Regions from separate parts of the Mus musculus genome. Here all the other regions are linked to region 2. Evidence: chromatin contacts called from public ChIA-PET and Hi-C data. All regions are on one chromosome and are shown on one strand. The core of a region is the stretch at or near the end of the contact, and the rest is flanking DNA. Distances in the headings are between cores, read along the strand shown.

Region 1 (2,700 bases), core at 18-2,517, 570 kb before region 2:
GAGCAGAGCAGCGCTGCTTCCTTTCACTGTATATTCATTCATTCAGGCCTTACTTGTCAGACCAAAACTACATCAGGCTGGATTCTCCAACACAGCCTCCCTAGTCGGGGACACAGCTCAGGATCCCCGTGGACTGCTGTAGTGTAATGCACTAACATGCCTGGTGCCCCAAATCTGCATTGTTTAGTAGAGTTCCATCCCTGCTGGTTTTCTTACCCTAGCAGTCAGCCTTAACTATGTGCAAGCCCTCCACCACGGCCAGGTTTCCTGGCTACATTCACTGCCAGGGAGTATTTTAGGCCCTCAGTTTAATTCTCTTGCACTGAAGTATCTTGATTACCTAGTGCTTTTCGGTTTGTTACAGTCCTGGTCTGCCCACTATCGTTGAAGTCTCTCCCTCCTCCTCTTCTTTCTTCTCCTTTAAAAGACTTTAAAAGTCTATTTAGGTTGAGTCCTCACTTCTGTTTTTAAATCCTTTACTAAATGTTTGCTGCGCCTACCTCTACATCCTGTTGGCAGAATGCATCCCCTTCCTCCTACACTCCCATAGCACTGATTGCTGTGTCAATTATAAATGGTATTCTATTAGCATCTCACAACTTGCTGCTGGGTTTGTATTTTAGCGATGAGAGTGAAGGACTCTTTTAAAAGACTACCACTGAGCCCTGTATGGAATTATCCTGGCCTTTTGTTGTGTAGGGGTTGTTAGTAGACCCCTCAGTGCTATGTGGAATCTTTCTTTCATTTTGGGTTTATTTTGTTTTTAGATAGTATCCCCCTCTGTAGCACAGTCTACACTTAAACCCAGCATGTAGTTGTTCTGACTCCAAACTCATGGCAACCATGCCATAGCTTAGGACTAAAGGCATGAACTATCAGCTTCCGTGCCTGTCAGCTTTCCTGGACAATGTAGGCAACAGTGAAGCCCAGCTGTGGGCTCAGCAGGGCCTGGAATGGAAATCTGAAGACAGAGAGGAGAAGCGTGCCCTGCACAGGAGGTGAGAGGGCAATGTTGCATTCAAAAGGAAGGTGAAAGGGAAGTGATGGAAGATGCTTTGTAGGAAAAAAGGACGTGTGGAAACTCAGCCTATAGACTGAACTAAATTAATGAAGTCAGAAGATGTAGGGAAATCATCTCAGGCTAAGCCAGGAACAAGGATGGGCGTGCACTCATCTTTTTATTCATTCTTCATGTGTATGTGTGCTGCCCATGTCCACTTCCCCCTTTGGGTTGAAGGCTGGGTGTAGACAGGAAGCTCAGCTGGGTGTGGCTAAGTGCAGCGCAGGATCTCTGTCAGAGATGAGTTCCAGGGCAAGGCACACACCCAGGAACAGCTTAGGAGAACTGGTTCCATTTATGGAGGTGGTGGGTATTTATGGGGAGGTGGCCAGGGTCTCTAGGGCAAGGTTTGTGTGGCTGTGTACCGTTGTCCGGAGCAGAGGTATTGGAAGATACTTCATCTACACACTCAAGGCTTTGGTAGCAGCAGGGGATGGTGGGTGGGGGATGCTCATAAGGTCAAGAAATGAAGCCTGATAACTGTCTGGGTAATAGTTTCTTACAAGGGTTGATGGCGGGGAAGCTGGTTTTATGGCACCAGGTTGGGGCCTGGTTAAAAAAAAAGAAAGAAAGAAAGAAAGAAAGAAAGAAAGAAAGAAAGAAAGAAAGAAAGAAGAAAAGAAACCAAAAAACAGAGGTGAGGATTCAACCTAGGTAGACTTTGAAGGTTTTAAAGAAGAAGGAGGAGGGAGAGGAGGAGAACGAGAAGGATAGGAGGAGGAGGAGAGGGACACTACTGCCATAGTGGGCAGACCAGGCCTGTAACAAATCTCCAGTTGAATCATGTTTGAGGTAGCTAGGGGCTGAAGCTCTGTAGCCCCGAGTTATTACATTCCCGTGTGTGTGTGTGTGTGTGTGTGTGTGTGTGTGTGTGTGGTGTGTACACAGGTGTGCAGAGGTGCTTGTATAACTATACACACCTGCATCTGGAGGTCAAGGTCAGAAGTCTTTTTCTATCACTCTCCGACCTTATTCATTGAGGCAAGGTCTCTCTCTTGAACACAGAGTTTGCCCATATGGCTGGTCTTGGCTAGGCAGCCTGCTCCTAGGTTCCCTATCTCTGCCTTATGGCTACTCAAGATCACAGGTGGGCCGACACACCTACCTGACCTGTACATGCGTTCTAGGAATCTAAACCTCTTGCTTTCAGAGTTGTGCAGCAAGCACTTTAACTACTGTGCCATCTCCCCAGCTCTGCTCTTTTTTTTTTTTTAGAAGAAACCCCATGTTCCCTCCCCTCTTTTTTTCTTTTTAATAATCAGGAACAAAAAGCAAGGAAAAGCCCAAGAAATCCTCAAGGGAGTTGCAGGGACTAACCATCAAAGCCCGTAGTAATAACGAAACTCACTTTGTGTTAATAGTCAATGCCTATCAAAAGACAGCTGCAGAGGAGAAGGGGAACTGAACCAAACTGCGGGGATTAAGGAACTGGCTAGCGTGTTTGAGATCTTCTGGGTAGATCTAGGACTAGAGAGAAGCCACGCCCTGCTTGACCCAAAAGATAACACAGCTCTGTTGGCCCCGCCCCTTTCATATTCATGCCCCTTGCCTTCCTGCTTTCTTCTTACACTTACCTTTCTGACTTTTCTTTCCTTCTACTTTAAAACACTATATATAGAGTATACATATATTCAGCTCTT
Region 2 (2,700 bases), core at 129-2,628:
ACGCAGAAGAAAATGGAGTGGTTTAGCTATGGCTCATGGCAGAAGGACACAGACAGACAGACAGACAGACAGACACTGGATGGTACAGGGACATTGCATTAAAACCATTCCTCCCCCCCCAGGCCACGGGGAAATCTAAGACCCCATAGATAAGTAGTCTCCCACTTCATCCCTAGACAGCCTCTGCATCTACTTGCCTTACACGTAGCTGAGCCTTTCCTGTCATAACACATGGCCTTCCTTCCCCTGGTTCTGATCTCATGAGAAACAATCAAAGCCTTTAAAAGTCCATATTCTGCATCTGCTCAACATTATTCTGCCCTTGGGGAGGTGGGGACTCGTGACAATTCTTTGTATCTTTTTCTGTCTTGAGCTGCTTGGCCTATTTCTGATAACAAGAAACCTTTTTGTTGCTGTTGCTGTTGTTGTTGTTATTGTCTTGTTTTGTTCTTAGTGAATCAAACTGTAAATCATATTCAGGAAGGCACAACAAAAATAGCATTTGATTATTTTTATAAATCCTACCAATGTCTGGAGGTCCTAATAACGTGCTGTGGCTTAAAGAGATATGTAAAATTCGGTCAGTTTTTTCCTACTGCCAGCTAAAAATAAATCAGAATTCTGGCCTAATCTAGAATGACTAAGTTCTACTGATGTTTGATTCCCAGGGCATCTAGAATTAAAATCAGAGATCGTCTTTTTTTTTTCCTTTCCTAAACCCCTATACATAATTAGCCTCTCTTGAGTCTTAACTGTGGAGTGCTTCCAAAAATCGTCTTGAAGTCTTTCAAAGCAACTCTCAGATTAGTTGATGTGCTTGCCAGCTTTGCCCACTGTTTACTTGTGACGGCTATAGGAGGAGGCAGAAAGGGAGCGCTCACACTGTAGACTTGTTCATCCAACCGAGGTGCCAATGGGAACCTGTCAAAGCTGAGGCTAAACCAGAAAAGTCTGATCTCTTCACCCTCAACTCTGAGTTCATTATCATTCAAAAAACAAACATATCCCATCACACTGACCGAATTTCCACACATGCTAAGTACACAACTTTTTTTTTTTTTGCTATTGTCATCTGTATTCTCAATTCTCAAGTATATAATTTTATCAAGAGGCAGTGGACATTTAACTAAGCCACAAAATCCTGTCACTACATCTGAAGAAATCATCTTTAGGATTTCACAAATTCCTTGTTTTAGCAAAACCCACTCCTAGGGGTCACCAGTAGGCAACACACCCATAAACACGCTGTGACATTAAATGGTAAAGCCCATCTTACTCACAAGAGGACAGGATCATGGCGACCCTGCTTGCTGGCCATACACAGAAGCCTTGGTTCTTCAGCTCTGTTCCACTCACGGTAACACATCTTTCAACTGAAAGCATAGTTGTTGGCCTGTGACGTTTCTCACAGGCAAAGTTTACCCCACCTAATTTCCTGTTCTGAAAACCTCAAGAGTGTGTGAATGACAACCCAGTGGCCTACATAAGAAACTTCAGAGCTCTGTATCCAGATCTGAAGTGTTAGCACTTCCTTATACCTACGCTGTGGGTGTGTCTAGAAAACACTTTGAAGAAATCACAGAATTTCGGTAAAAGGGGCCTTCATAGTAGTCAACTTAAACTGTCTTCCCTGTGCTGATACTGGAATAAAGGACCATACAAGAAGAAATTTTACTTACTGGAGGGCTCATAGTGGTACAGGGAAAATCGACTTCTAGGATCATGAATATCCAAACTAGGATGTTTGGCCCTCTGATTTAGGACTGACTCTAAAGACTTGGTTTGGGATTAGGGGAGAATCTAAAGATCTGTTTTAAAAACTGGCTGAAGCTAGGTGTGGTGGCAAAAGTCTTTAATCCCAGCACTCTGGGAGGCAGAGGCGAGTGAGTTCAAGGCCAGCCTGGTCTACATAGAGTTCCAGGACAGCCAGGGTTACATAGAGAAACCTTGACAGACAGAGAGAAAGACAGAGACAGAGAGACAGACAGAGATACAGACAGAGACAGGAGAGGCAGAGAGACAGACAGACAGACAGACAGAGACAGAGAGACAGAAAGACAGGGACAGAGAAAAGAAAAGATTTAGCCTCAGCTTTGACAGGTTCCCATTGGCACCTCGGTTGGATGAACAAGTCTACAGCGTGAGCGCTCCCTTTCATTTGTTCTGTTTTCCCATAGGAAGCATTTGTATGGGCTATGGAAATGGCTCAGTGAGCAAAGTGTTTGACACTGAAGTATAAGGACCCAAGTTCAGAGCCAGAAAAGTTACATAATTGACAAGAGAGCACGGTCTCCCACCAGTAAACCAAGTGCTTGGGAGATGGAGACAAGAGATCCTGAGGGCAAACTGGCTAGCTAGACCAGCCAAATCAGCCAGCTCTGAGTTCAATGAGAGATTCTACCTCACTACACAAGGTGGAAAGCAATCGAAGAAAACACACAGCATCAACTCTAGCCCCCATATGCACACAGGCACATATGCACACATACACACATGTATCCTGCCCCCTGAGACCTACATGTGATAAGAAAGAGTATTTCAAATTGTTCACACAGGAACTCAACCTTCTTGTAACTTTCCTGAGCACACCCTGGTTCCTTTCACAGCTCATCCAGATAAAAGGAGAAGATAGGTGGGGCCTATCTTAGCAATAATAGTAAGGCATGCCTGCATATCACCAGCTGCTTGAAGGAGTTGATT
Region 3 (2,827 bases), core at 38-2,537, 540 kb after region 2:
TTAAAGTTACTTTCCAAATCATGGGCAGCTTGCCAGCTATGCCTCTTAATACATCTTTCTCCCAAGCATATATGCTCAATTTTGTACCTTTGAGAAAAGGATGTGCCTCTGAGCTCTTGACTCTTCAGGAGGGCATGTTCGTGGAAGCAATCTTTTGAGGGTCTCCAGTGGGTACACCACAGCTGCTCTGATCACAAGGATGGAACCCAAGGCTTTCACAGCTGAGCTTAAAGTTCCGTGATTTCTGGTGATCCCCACGTTCCTGGTGCCATAGCAAGGGTCTAAGATGGTTAACAAATCCTATCGCCTTTCTCCATTGGATGGGCATCAGCTTCCAGGAAGGCTTTGGAGCTCACCCAAGTTATGTTTGAGTTCGTCCTTAGTGTGGGGTTCAGGAGCCATAGAGGTCTAGCCATGACTCCGGATTCATGTTTTACATGACTTTCTCTCTTAAATAAGCATACAGACAAGTTCGTGGATGCCATAGAACCAGTGAAAAACATATGAAATGAGGAATGGTGGGAAGTCTGACAATTATAGGAGTTCATAACTTCGTGGGCTGGAGCTATCAGAGGTATCAACGATATACTTTCAGGACTTGGTTCAGTATACGCACTCAGTAAACATGCCTAGGATCAGTGTAAGAAATGAATAGTTGGTGGTTAGGAGTGGCAGCCTGAGCTCTGACGAAAAGTTGGTCTCCTAGCATTAAAATATAGTCTCCTGGTAATACAGCCCCAGAGCCTAAACTCCTTTTCAGACTTGTTTTAACCCAAAACTGTGAAACACACATTATTTCTGTTATTCAGATGAGTAAATTCTGAGTCTCCGAGTTGGAGTGTATCCTGACTCTAGTGTTAGAATCAATCGGACACTAGACTGGAGGTTCTGACAGTTAACTTAAGAGTTCACGCTTAAAATTCACTACCTAGCCTAGAGGCTTAAAGCATAAGAAAATTTCTGTAAATCTTAAAATTAGGGAAGTCCAAGGAAAGTCATGGGATAAGGAGGGGACTTGAGGATGGAGGGGTTCCAAAATGTCCCTACTGGCTTGTCACTGAACAGTCTCTGGGGTATGTCACAAGAGCATCGAACCTAGAGGCAGAGCTGAGCTGCAGGCCTTAACTCGCGCAGCCGCAGTGCAGCTCTGGAGCGCCGCGGCCTGGGGCGGGGTGGGGGGCGGTGAAAGGGGCGGGACTAGTTGGACGGGGCGTGATCGACATCCGTGAGTATTGAGAAACTGGCCCGCCGCTGTTTCCCAGCGCTGTCCTGACGTCATTTCCCGTCAAGGGTACTGCTTCCGGGTGTCGGCCTGCTGGCGCTCGTGTGTGGGTGACATCTTGGCGATCGCTTGGAAGCTGCCCTCTTTCCCCTCCCCGCTTCCCGCGTTGTCCGCTGTGCCTGTCTCTGGGGTCCTCTCCCGGCCTCTACCCCGGGTCCTGCTCCCAGCGTTGCCGCCTCCATCGTGAGGTGGGTGTGGTGGCGCGGCTTTCCGCCAGTCTCCCACCCTCGCCCGCAGCCGCCATTTTCCTGCCCGGAGGTGTCCGGTCGCACTGCGGGCCTGGGCTCTGCTGCAGCGCCGGTGACTCGGGCACCGGGAGACCTGCATGGAGGGGTGGGGAAAGCCGCGATGGCCGAGGTGGGGTGGCAGGTCAGGGACAGGAGTGCTGGCGTCCGCGGCTACTGCCTCGCTTGAGCCTTGTTCTTTATGATTACAGCTTTGAGCTGTAGTGATCAGACAGGTCGCACTGCCCTCCAGCCTCCCTGGGGACGAGATTTTCTTTCTTTCTTTTTTTTTTTTTTTCTTTTTTGGTAGGGTTTTGCAGTTTGAGAAGCTTCCTCTGAATGCTTCATCTGTCCAAGAGTTCAGTTTACCTTTTCTGAAACCTTTTTCTTTGAAGGGATATAGGTATGCAATAGGTGATGATTTTAGTGACTAAACGAATTACAGAAAGGTGCTTTGCTGTTGGCATCCAGTAAGTCATACTGCGATGCGTTTGTTTCAGCGAAGACGTACTCCTTATTTTGTCTGAAATGCTGAGGTCTAAGTTTAAAGGAAGGCGAAAGAATATATTTGCTCTTGGATTTTAAAATTTATTTAAGATGTTTGAAGATTACTTGGGCTGGTACAGGGAAGTTTGCCATTAGCGTAGCTACCTGCAGAAAATGTGACGTCATTATTTTTTGACTGCTGAGTTAGGGGATACAATGCAGTTTCGTTTTAATTGGAAACCTAGAAGTGACTTGAGGTTTTTCCCTAATCATTTGGATATGGTTGTAGTTTTTGTTTTGTTTTTGAGTCAAGGTACAGAATAATGTGAAATAACATAACCTAGCCTTAGAAGGGAATTTTTTTCCATTGTTTTGATGTACCCGTTTTTCAATCAAAGGGTCGAATGTGAATAATTAGTTCAGATATGTTTATGACCCTTTTTCATTCAGTTATTTTTTTATGTCAGGTAGTTGAAATGTAAAAGTCGGGGCCTGAAGAGATAACTCAGCAGGTAAGAGCACTGGCCCTTGCAGAGTTTCCAGTACCCACATGTCCTATCACAGTATCACAACCATCTGGAACTCCCAGTTCCTGGGGATCAGGTGTCATCTGATCTCAGGCACCAGGCATGTTAGTGTATACAAGCAAAGCACCATGCACGTAAAATACAACTAACTGTAAAAATGTTTAATGTTCAGTAAATATTTGTTGATTTACAGGTAGACTGGTTAGGGGGGTTTATTCTGATACTTTGTAATATTTGGATATAAATGTTTCTGATACAGGAACTATGAATGGGAGGGCTGATTTTCGAGAACCGAATGCACAAGTGTC

The links. A called contact is a pair of places that touch in the nucleus more often than the background predicts. ChIA-PET counts read pairs in DNA pulled down with a chosen protein or histone mark.
Region 1: a Hi-C map of the G1E-ER4 cell line shows a contact between it and region 2, with 2.4 times the contacts expected there. The contact joins the enhancer-like site here to the promoter of Txk in region 2. A contact is called at or near these places in 6 of 39 promoter capture datasets (the 3T3-L1 cell line, the HPC-7 cell line, hippocampal neurons and 3 more), 1 of 15 datasets of contacts at CTCF or cohesin (large pre-B cells), 11 of 484 Hi-C or Micro-C datasets (the G1E-ER4 cell line, the MNK3 cell line, cerebellum and 5 more) and 5 of 115 datasets of contacts at active chromatin or transcription factors (T-cell acute lymphoblastic leukemia, astrocytes, large pre-B cells and 2 more).
Region 3: a contact with region 2 is called in an RNA polymerase II ChIA-PET map of memory CD8 T cells, with 50 read pairs. The contact joins the promoter of Ociad1 here to the promoter of Txk in region 2. A contact is called at or near these places in 1 of 484 Hi-C or Micro-C datasets (CD8 T cells), 1 of 115 datasets of contacts at active chromatin or transcription factors (memory CD8 T cells) and 1 of 9 other capture datasets (macrophages).

The regions. Positions count from the first base shown.
Region 1 is chr5:72,181,699-72,184,398 of GRCm38.p6, forward strand. No RefSeq gene overlaps it. Among named protein-coding and RNA genes, the nearest start is that of Commd8, 15 kb to the left of the region's middle. Within about 2 kb of position 1,268, at least 80 of the 459 cell types and tissues checked have an H3K27ac peak or open chromatin away from gene starts, as enhancers often do. A contact at or near this core is called in the G1E-ER4 cell line, the HPC-7 cell line, the MNK3 cell line and 2 more, where this site is marked.
Region 2 is chr5:72,751,399-72,754,098 of GRCm38.p6, forward strand. It overlaps Txk (TXK tyrosine kinase), which reads right to left and starts at 1,379. Exons shown (of 15, transcript NM_001122754.2): 1 at 1,281-1,379. The coding sequence starts at 1,296.
Region 3 is chr5:73,291,507-73,294,333 of GRCm38.p6, forward strand. It overlaps Ociad1 (OCIA domain containing 1), which reads left to right and starts at 1,288. Exons shown (of 9, transcript NM_023429.4): 1 at 1,288-1,470; 2 at 2,779-2,827. The coding sequence starts at 2,784.